2 separate regions of the Sus scrofa genome follow, and region 2 is linked to region 1. The links are chromatin contacts, called in public targeted proximity ligation maps. All regions are on one chromosome and are shown on one strand. The core of a region is the stretch at or near the end of the contact, and the rest is flanking DNA. Distances in the headings are between cores, read along the strand shown.

What was found.
Region 2: a contact with region 1 is called in a targeted proximity ligation map of alveolar macrophages. A contact is called at or near these places in 1 of 5 promoter capture datasets (liver), 9 of 47 Hi-C or Micro-C datasets (brain, embryonic fibroblasts, epiblast stem cells and 3 more) and 2 of 2 datasets of targeted methods (alveolar macrophages and skeletal muscle).

The regions. Positions count from the first base shown.
Region 1 is chr3:4,088,487-4,092,938 of Sscrofa11.1, forward strand. ACTB (actin, cytoplasmic 1) reads right to left here and starts at 1,897. Exons shown (of 8, transcript XR_002342206.1): 1 at 1,773-1,897; 2 at 931-1,059; 3 at 559-798; 4 at 1-111. It overlaps LOC106509620 (a long non-coding RNA gene), which reads left to right and starts at 2,010. Exons shown (of 3, transcript XR_001307289.2): 1 at 2,010-2,423.
Region 2 is chr3:4,234,338-4,238,765 of Sscrofa11.1, forward strand. The region is part of intron 13 of RNF216 (E3 ubiquitin-protein ligase RNF216); the gene reads right to left. It overlaps LOC106509622 (a long non-coding RNA gene), which reads left to right. Exons shown (of 4, transcript XR_002342210.1): 3 at 1,009-1,106. Among named protein-coding and RNA genes, the nearest start is that of RNF216, 93 kb to the right of the region's middle.

The DNA of each region.
Region 1 (4,452 bases), core at 647-3,146:
CCCGTCTCCGGAGTCCATCACGATGCCAGTGGTGCGGCCAGAGGCGTACAGGGACAGCACGGCCTGGATGGCCACGTACATGGCTGGGGTGTTGAAGGTCTCGAACATGATCTGGAGGGAGGGAGGGACGCTGTCACCCTCGGGAAGCCGCCGGGGGCAGTCAGGCCGGACTGGGGACATGCAGAGAGTGCAAGGAACACGGCTAAGTGTGCTGGGGACCCCAGGTCGGGGAGTCACGTCAGACCTACTGTGCACCTACGGGATACACACTCCGAGGCCCCTTTACGGCAGCCTCGTCGGCTTTGTCACACGAGCCAGTGTTAGTACCTATACACCCACAGCACCTTATGCTTTTAACACCTAGTCAGAAAGGCAAACACGAGAAAGACTCCAGCTGGGGAAAAGCAAATAGAACCTGCAGAGTTCCAAAGGAGACTCAGGTCAGAGAAGAAAAGTCCTAGGAAAATGGCAGAAGAAAGAACAAGTGAGAAAGGGCGTGGCAAAGAGGGGCAAGAGAGGAGGGGGCGGCCGCCCGAGAGAGCCCAGTGGGCCACTGACCTGGGTCATCTTCTCACGGTTGGCTTTGGGGTTCAGGGGGGCCTCGGTCAGCAGCACGGGGTGCTCCTCGGGGGCCACACGCAGCTCGTTGTAGAAGGTGTGGTGCCAGATCTTCTCCATGTCGTCCCAGTTGGTGACGATGCCGTGCTCGATGGGGTACTTGAGGGTCAGGATGCCTCTCTTGCTCTGGGCCTCGTCCCCCACGTAGGAGTCCTTCTGGCCCATGCCCACCATCACGCCCTGCGGAAGGAGGGGCGAGGCGCCTTCAGCCCGGGCCCGGCCCCACCGGCCCCCACGCAGAAAGCCTCCCCCTTCCCTCCACCTGCTACCAAGACCCCACCCACCAAGTCAGACCCGAGGGCGGCGCCCTACCTGGTGTCGGGGGCGCCCCACGATGGAGGGGAAGACGGCCCGGGGAGCATCGTCGCCCGCAAAGCCGGCCTTGCACATGCCGGAGCCGTTGTCGACCACGAGCGCAGCAATATCGTCATCCATGGCGAACTGCAGGGGCAGCAGGACCGTGAGCCGGAGGCCGGGTGCGGCCGCCTCCGCCCTACTCACTTCCGGCGCGACGCGCGTTCGAGCCGCCAGGGGGCGCCGGCACGCGCCCAGATTGGGGACAAAGGAAGCCGGCCGGCCGCGTTATTACCATAAAAGGCAAACGCTGGTCGGAGGCGGCCCCGAGGCGCGCGGCAGGAAGCCAGGCCTCCGCCCCCTCCCCACTGGGCGCCAGCCCCGCCCCGCCCAAAAAGCGCCACTCGGCGGGCGCGCGGCGACCACACCCGGGGCGGCCCGTGGCTCCGCGAGGAAGTGCGCGCAGGCGCTCTCGCGCCGCGGCGACCCCACCCCTTCCGGCCGCCCGCCCCGCCCTCGCCTCCTGGGCCTACGGCGCACACGCACGCGCACTGGCGTCCCAGCCCCCACCCGGCTCGGCCACCGCGCCGCGCCCACCCACCCGCCCCGCCGCCCGGCTGCACTGCTCTCCCGCCGGCGGAGCGATCGGCCCGCTCGGACAAAGAATCGCCGCCGCTAGGGCTCCCAAAGAAACACTCTGGGAGCGCTCCCCGAGCGCAGCCCGGGCCCCGAACGAGGAGCGCATGAGTCCATTCCCGGCACCCGGCCGGCTGTCCACGGGGCCGGGGCGGAGGGGGCCACCTGCCCACAAGAGGCACGGGCCCAGCGCATCAGCGGCCCGGCCGGTGCGGGGACCCTACCTGGTAGCGGTGTAGACCGGCGGCGAAGGCGGAGCGGCAAGGGCGAGGGGCCTGTGCTGGCGGAGTGGACGCGGTCTCGGCTGTGGCTGTGCGTCGCGCCGCCGGGTTTTATGGGGCGCAGTCGCGGCGGCTCGAGCCATAAAAGGCAACTTTCGAAACGGCGAGCGCTGATTGGCCCCGCGCCGCTCACTCACCGGCCTCGCCGCACAGTGCAGCATTTTTTTACCCCCTCTCCCCTCCTTTTGCAAAAAAAAAAAAAAAGAAAAAAAAAAAAAAAGAAAGAGGGAGGGAGATGGACTGGCTAGGAGAGAGCGAGAGCGAGATTGAGGAAGAGGAGGGAGAGAGTTTTGGCGTCGGCCGCCCTTGGGTGCTGGGCCCCAACAGTGGGCCGCCGCCCGCCTGAGCAGTGTCGGGTCCGGCCCCGCTTGGCCAGGCCTGCACCCGGCCTGCTGGTCTCCGGGTCTCCCCACCCCGGCACCCTCCGAATGTGGATGCCCCAAAGCAGTGAGCGCCCCTGTGGGCAAGGGTCAGCACGGATGCGAGAGTCCCTGGTTGCTGTGGGTGCATGCTTAAGGAGCAGGTGGGGGAAAGGAGTGATGAGAGAGTCACCCTCCCCTTGGCGACATTAGCTCTGCTGCCCAGAAAGCCTGGGTAAGGGGGGGCCCCGACTGGGGGTGCTGAGCTTGCTAAGTGGGGGTGCTGAGCTTGCTAAGGGGGCACATTACTTAGAGACCGTGGGCTTGAGGGCTATGGTGGGGCATGCTTGAGTCAGGGGACTTGGAGACACGTAGCAGGGGCTTCAGGACTGCAGTCTCTAGGGACAGGACAGGCCCCAGGGGCTGGGGGCTGGAAGTTCCCCGTGAAGAGGGCTCCAGGCCTCCCTTGCTGCAGGCCCAGGAGAGGTGGGCTCCGTAGAGCAGAGAAGCTGTTCCCATGGAGCTGGGCTGCGGCTGAGGCTGCCTGGTCACACCCAGCCAAGGCCAAGCCTGGGCCATTAGCTGGCGACCCAGGCAGCTGCCAAGCACTGCTGGCTGCAGGCAGGCAGGGCCACTGAGCACAGCTCTGGGACCCACCATCCATCGTCTGTCTGTCACGTGCAGCCACAGCTGAACTGCCCTCCTAGACCATCTGGAGGCCACCAAGGACTGGGGAAGGACATTCAATGTGCCAGAGAGGAGTTAGGGGGAGGGGGGTGGGGCAGCAGGGACCAGCTGGGGCCCACTCCTGCCCTGGTCTCTCCACCAAACACGGGGTCAGACCTGGGTGCCCCCGGGTGTTCCCAGTGGTTCCCTGCTCTGGGAACTGCCTGTCCAGCAGGGAGAGCCTGCACCCAGGCGGGGGCCACCAGTGGGCAGTGAGTGGCCGAAGGAAGCCCAGCGGGGCAGCGTGGAGGTGCACCTTCTCCGAGGCCGTGACAAGCTGAATTTTCCCACAAAGGAAACAGGGCAGAGGGGTCCAGGTGGGGGCCCTGGCCTGCCCTCGGGCGTCTGTCTCCAGGTCTGCCTAGGGCTTTGCTACGCATAGTAGGTGCTCCTTGAGTGTGTGTTGAAACCAGCGAAAGATTAGTCCATATATGGGTGTGGAATCTGGCCAGGGAAGAGGCAGCTTGGTCCAGCCCCCTGTGGGAGGCCAGTGGCAGGGCACTTGGAAGGTTGCAGAGGCTACAAACAGGTAGGAAGGGTGACCGTCCCCCAGCGCACAGCAGAGCCTGCAGGCTCAGGGCCACCAGCTAGCATTCCCAGGGAACAACTCCCCCAACCCCGCCCCAGGCCTGGGCGAATGTTCCCAGCCCATCCACTCCCTCCCTCCCAGGGGCCAGACTGCGCTCCCTGTCCCAGGCCTTGTGTCTCTCAGTCGTGGGCGAGGGGCCAGCCACCTCAGGACCTGCCAGCCCTGTGATTCGGGGGTTGGGGCGGGAGGTGGGGTTTGCTGCGGGTTGATGGGCTGCCAGCCCGGTGGGGGGGCTGGTCACACTGGGACCACTGCAGGGCCCCCCGGGCAGGGCAAGGATGGAGAGCCAGGCTGGTCCCCAGGCAGGACCTGTGCTGCCACCTGGCCTCTTCTCAACCAGGGCCAGCCAAGGGGCACGCTCGCCCCCACTGACCTGGGGGCCTGGTACCCTCCTGGCCCTCTGTCTGCCGCAGCCCAGTGGTCTCCTGTGCCGGCCAGCATCCCCCTCCTCCTGCGGGGCCCCCCCCAGGGCCCTGATCTGAGGGCTGAAGAAGGGACGGCCTGGGTGTCCTGGGTCCTGAGAAAGGACCCCGAAAGAAGGAGGCCTGGGAGGGGGCTGGGCAGCCGCCTGGGGGAGGGGAGGCGCTGGGGGGGGGGGGAGAGAGCAGCAGGAGGAGGAAAAGAGGAAGTGAGGCGGCCAGAGGAAGAGGGAGGAGACCGCGGGAGAGGAAGTGAACAGGTTCTCGGCTGGCCGGGAACTTTGCCCTCGCAGGCAGGGAGTTTTCAGAGCCGCCCGGGCAGGCGCACAGCCCCGGCCCCCCGGCCGCCCCCGCCCGTGGGGACCGTTCTTGCCTTTCCGGGGCTTTTTTCTTCTCTGCGGTCCCCTGCCCGCGAGGCCCCCAGGCGAGGGGACATTTACAACCCACGCCAGAGACCAAGCCCGCCTCCTCCAGCCCAGGCCGCCCCGCTGGCTGCCTGGCTCTGGCCTGGGGGCCCCGCCGCTGCCCGC
Region 2 (4,428 bases), core at 1,039-3,538, 150 kb after region 1:
CATTCAAGTAGAAAATGGGTATCCTTAAGAATGACATTAAACTGTATTGCTGTGAGGCACTAAGAAGGATGAGGAGGAAAGAGCAGGAAGCTAGAAAAAGCTGGCATGAAAAAGTAGGCTTAAAGAAGGAACTTCAGGGCACGCTATAACCTCCCAAAGTGTCACTTCCTCTTTTCTGAGGAAGTTAAAGGCGAACTGTAGGTCTTTTGATAAAAGGAAATTCCCCTTTGCTGTATCAAAGCTGCTCCCTGTGTTTTGTGTTTTTCTAAGTTAGGCAAGGCTGCCTGAAGCATGCTCTGACCAAATTAGGAAGCAAGCAGGCTGATGTCTCTAAGCTGGCCACCACGTGGCCAGGACGCCCAGGCATGTGTAGACAGTGATGGATGGGGAAGGAGACTGAGTCCAAGAAAGAAATGCTATTTGCTTGAGGAATTAGCCTTATAAAAATTACACTTAATAAGAATTAATAATCGTTTTGGAAGATGAAACTGACTTCATGCTTCTGGCAAAAAACAAGGGCTCCCAAGGTTTCCACAAGGAAAGAATGTGTGGGGTTCACGGTGGAGCTGAAATCTCTGGGGCACCGTTCTGCTTACTCCAAGGGCAGCGAAGGTCTTGAGAAGGACCAAGGAAAAAATAGACCAACTACCTCCTTGGTAGATTAGTAAGATATTCAGCTTCGCGCTACTGAGAAAAGAAGGAAGATCATACTCAAAAAGACTTACGTACATTTCCACTTGAGGACTGACTCCTCAACTGCTTTATCTGCTGGATCGACGCTAGGGTTTTAAACTAGTCTGACACTTTCCAACAAGGTCTAGGTATGCAGCACTGAATCACTCACACTGAGCTTGTTTCTGCCATCTCAGTGATATTCTCTTTCAGGAATGACTTCTGAGTTAATGTTTGATTCTGAGCCAATGAGCTCAGAATCTACTCTGACCACCAGCACTATCTGGCTAATAAAATTTAACCTTGAAAACCCTTGCTTTCCTCCCAAATTTCCAGATCAGCAAGATTCCTGGAAGCGATTTTTATCCCCTTAGGAATGTGCACAGTTCAGTTCCAGCATTTGCTATGAAATCAGACGTGCAGTTAGAGCTAAGGTAAGTTTAAACGACAAAGCAAATCTCAGTTCTTCTTTAAGGGAAAAATCTTCAAGGGATCCAGGTGAAAAGACGTAGGCACTGTTTCTGGCTCACTCTGAGACCCTGCTCTCTCCAGGCCAGCAGCCACTCCCCACAGAGAAGGCAGAGGCCCAGAGCAGCCGTCTGGTCTGCGTGGGAGGCAGTGTTCTGGCTTAGGGCTCCTCTTAAAACAGCGTTCTCTGTGCTGCGGGTCAATCTGTATTGAGTTGGGACCCTGGCTCCTTCGCCAGGTTACAGGGGGCAGGAAACATGCAGCCACCATCTCCAAAGTGCTCTATAAGCTGTCAAAATTGCTAAGTGTTTGCTTTCTACCTCCTCCTTTGTTGACTTTGCACATTTATTTAAAATCACCTAAAGGACCCAGGAATCTTATAGGTAACACTACAACAAACAGGTATTTTCTAAAAGACCCTGGTTGACTTAATTAGACACAAACCTACCAATTAAGAACTGTATTTCTATTAGTCAAGATTTCTGTGACTCACCTTAAACTGAGTCAGACTGTAAACTAATGGGCCACTGAGAACACACACAGGTTAGAGAACCCAGAGTTCATATACAAGCCACAGACGGAAGTTCAAGAGCTTGCTCAAGCTGTATGAACCTGGCACACAGCCCATTTCTTCATCTGCAGAGTGAAGGTGTCTGGGTGATATGACCCCACGCCACCCCCCTTACAAATCCAGCACCTACAAGTACAAACTGGAAAGAACCAAACGCCGATAACACAGAACCACCCGGGCAGGCCCGGTGCAGTTCTGCTGTAACAGGGTTTGGACCGCAGACTTGTGTCCCACTAGATGGGCACGAGCCGCCGGTGGTACCCAGCCTGTCTGAGCTCACACTACCCAGCTGGCGGGCACACCTTCCATGCCCTGCTCCCTCTGACCGATGCTGCCGCCCCACAGCCGGGCCCGAGCGGCGGTGGGGGCCCGGCCAGCAAGCTGCGGCGCTCCCCGCAGCGCGCCCTTCTCCTCGCGCATCTTCTGCTTTCTCACTGCAGTGCAGAAGGCACTACGGCTGACACGGCTTCGTTGCCCTTTTATGGTAGAAAAATGAATTGCCTGCCCAGCAGTGGAGCTGAGAGATGACAGAACGGAAAGTTGTCATTTGTTGTGGTTTTGGCAGCAAGAGAGTGTTCTCCCCTCAGCCACCCTTGGATGGACAGTGCACGCCAGGCATTCAGCGAGGAAAAAGCAAAACCCTGGCCAAACTGCTCCCCGACGCATTCCTCCTTTGCCTGGCCTGCAAAGGCATGTGTTTATTTATGAATAGCATCAAGCCTCATTTTTGTGGAAATGTACCTTTTATAAAACAAGGCTGTTCCACTGAAAGATTTAAGCAGAGGTGCCCCAGAAAACATGGTTCCAATCAGCTCACATGCAAGGAACAGGCTTCACTTCATTTCCTTGCATAATAAGGACACAGGACGGGAGCTGGGCAGGGAGGTGACCTCACTCAGAAGGAGGGGCTGCAGCTTTTACCGCAGCCCGGCCCAACCCTGGTCCCTGTCTCCTATAGGACTCACGTGAGAAGGGGCAGGGGAGTAGCCACCAACTCCAGATAAACGCGCCCTCTGGGAAAACACACCAATATCCAAGTCCCTGTGATAATTAACAGTTGGTACCACGGGGCCTTAAATGGTTTGCATTTCTGTCAGGAGGCCCACAGAAAAAAAGCAGGCCTCCCAGCAGCTGGGAAAGCATGTTGTAAAAGGAGAATTTGGCAATTCTCTGTATGCACATCAGCGCTGGGAAAATTAAGCTGATCTGAGTGAGAAATTAAGCTTAATCCAACATGCTTTCAGCTAGAAAACAAGCCTTTTTAAAATGGGTGGGGAAACAAACTCTGATGGTTACATGGATTCTTCTGTTTAAAAAATACCCCAGGACTAAAGAAACCAAACATGCTGATGTGGACCGAGAGCAGAGCAGCAGCTACTCACGCCTCTTGTTTTTAGGCTCCCTCCACACAACACCCCCTCGGCCCCCAGGGGCTGTGCTCCAGGACAAACCCCGCAGGAGGGCGGGCGGCCTCCGGGAACGTGTGCCCAGGAGCTGGCCTCGGGCTGGCCGCCTCCTGGCTGCCCCCGCCCCTCCCTCGTCAGCCCGCAAGTCATGTTCTTCAGGCGCATCCAATCCCACTGGGGCTTCGAGCAAGGAAGAGAATCACAGCAAGTCCTGCTTGACTGGGCTTTGGGGCCGGAGGGTTTGTTACCTGAGGACCACAGGAGCGCCGTGCGGTCCCAGGTCTGGGGCCACTGGGTTACTAGATAACTCAACTGACAAGGCTCTCCAGCTCCCCTAACCTCTGTACCGAATCTAACTCCCGCTCCCTCTCCCATGGCTCTACAAGGCCCTCCCCCCTGGCACTACGACCGCACTGTCCCAGCATCAGGCTTGCCAACAGCTCAGGAGTTAGAATCACTGTCCTTACTCCGCTTTGCAAAGCCCTCTCCAATCTGGGGTCTATTTAGCTTCACCATCCCAATTCCTCCTGCTGTCACTGCAAAGCGGAGTAAGGAAGGAGTGAGTCCAGAGCAAGAGCGCTAAGGACCTGTGCGGCAGGCAGGGCCACGCTCTGAAGCGTTTAGGGGCAAGGGTGCTGCCTGGAGAAACATCCACGCCAGGAGATAAAATGAGGTCAGAGTGGGCGATGGCCTTGGGGGAAAAAAGGAGGGTTTTGTGGGAGGCAAAAGGGCCTTGGAGGTAGGAGGGTTGTGGTAACAGGACAGGCAGCAACAGATGTTTTCAGCAGCAAAATGTGACACAAGAGGGGAGAGGAAGGCAAAAGGACAAGCTGCTGTCAGAGACAAAGGAAGAAACACTGTGATCTGTTCCACTCTCTGGGCTAGAATCTGGATCAGCTCCTTAGACATAGGGAGCTTTTGAAACTTAAAATGCTTTTCATATATACTTCTGATGGGAAATAAAACTGAGAAGTGCTTTTATGAGGCTACAGGGATTTGATCTGAGAAATTCTCCTAGCCTACTTCTCTTTGAGAAGCAAATGCCAATGGCAGTTGGAAAACCCTCAGTATTCTAGAAATCCAAGACTCTGGACTGGAAGGACACTGGAAAGGTCGTCTGGTCTCTCGCAGCCTCGAGGCTGGACTGCATGCGCAAGTCATCCTAGAGAAGGGAGAACCTGTCCAGGCCCTCGGGCAGGGCTCTGCGCAGAGTCCCAGGCTCCTGGAACCCGGCTCGCTGGCCACATTTCGGTCTTGCGAGCCATCTTGGATTCCTTCTGGGCAGCCCAAGGCTGTTTCCTCAGGGAAGCT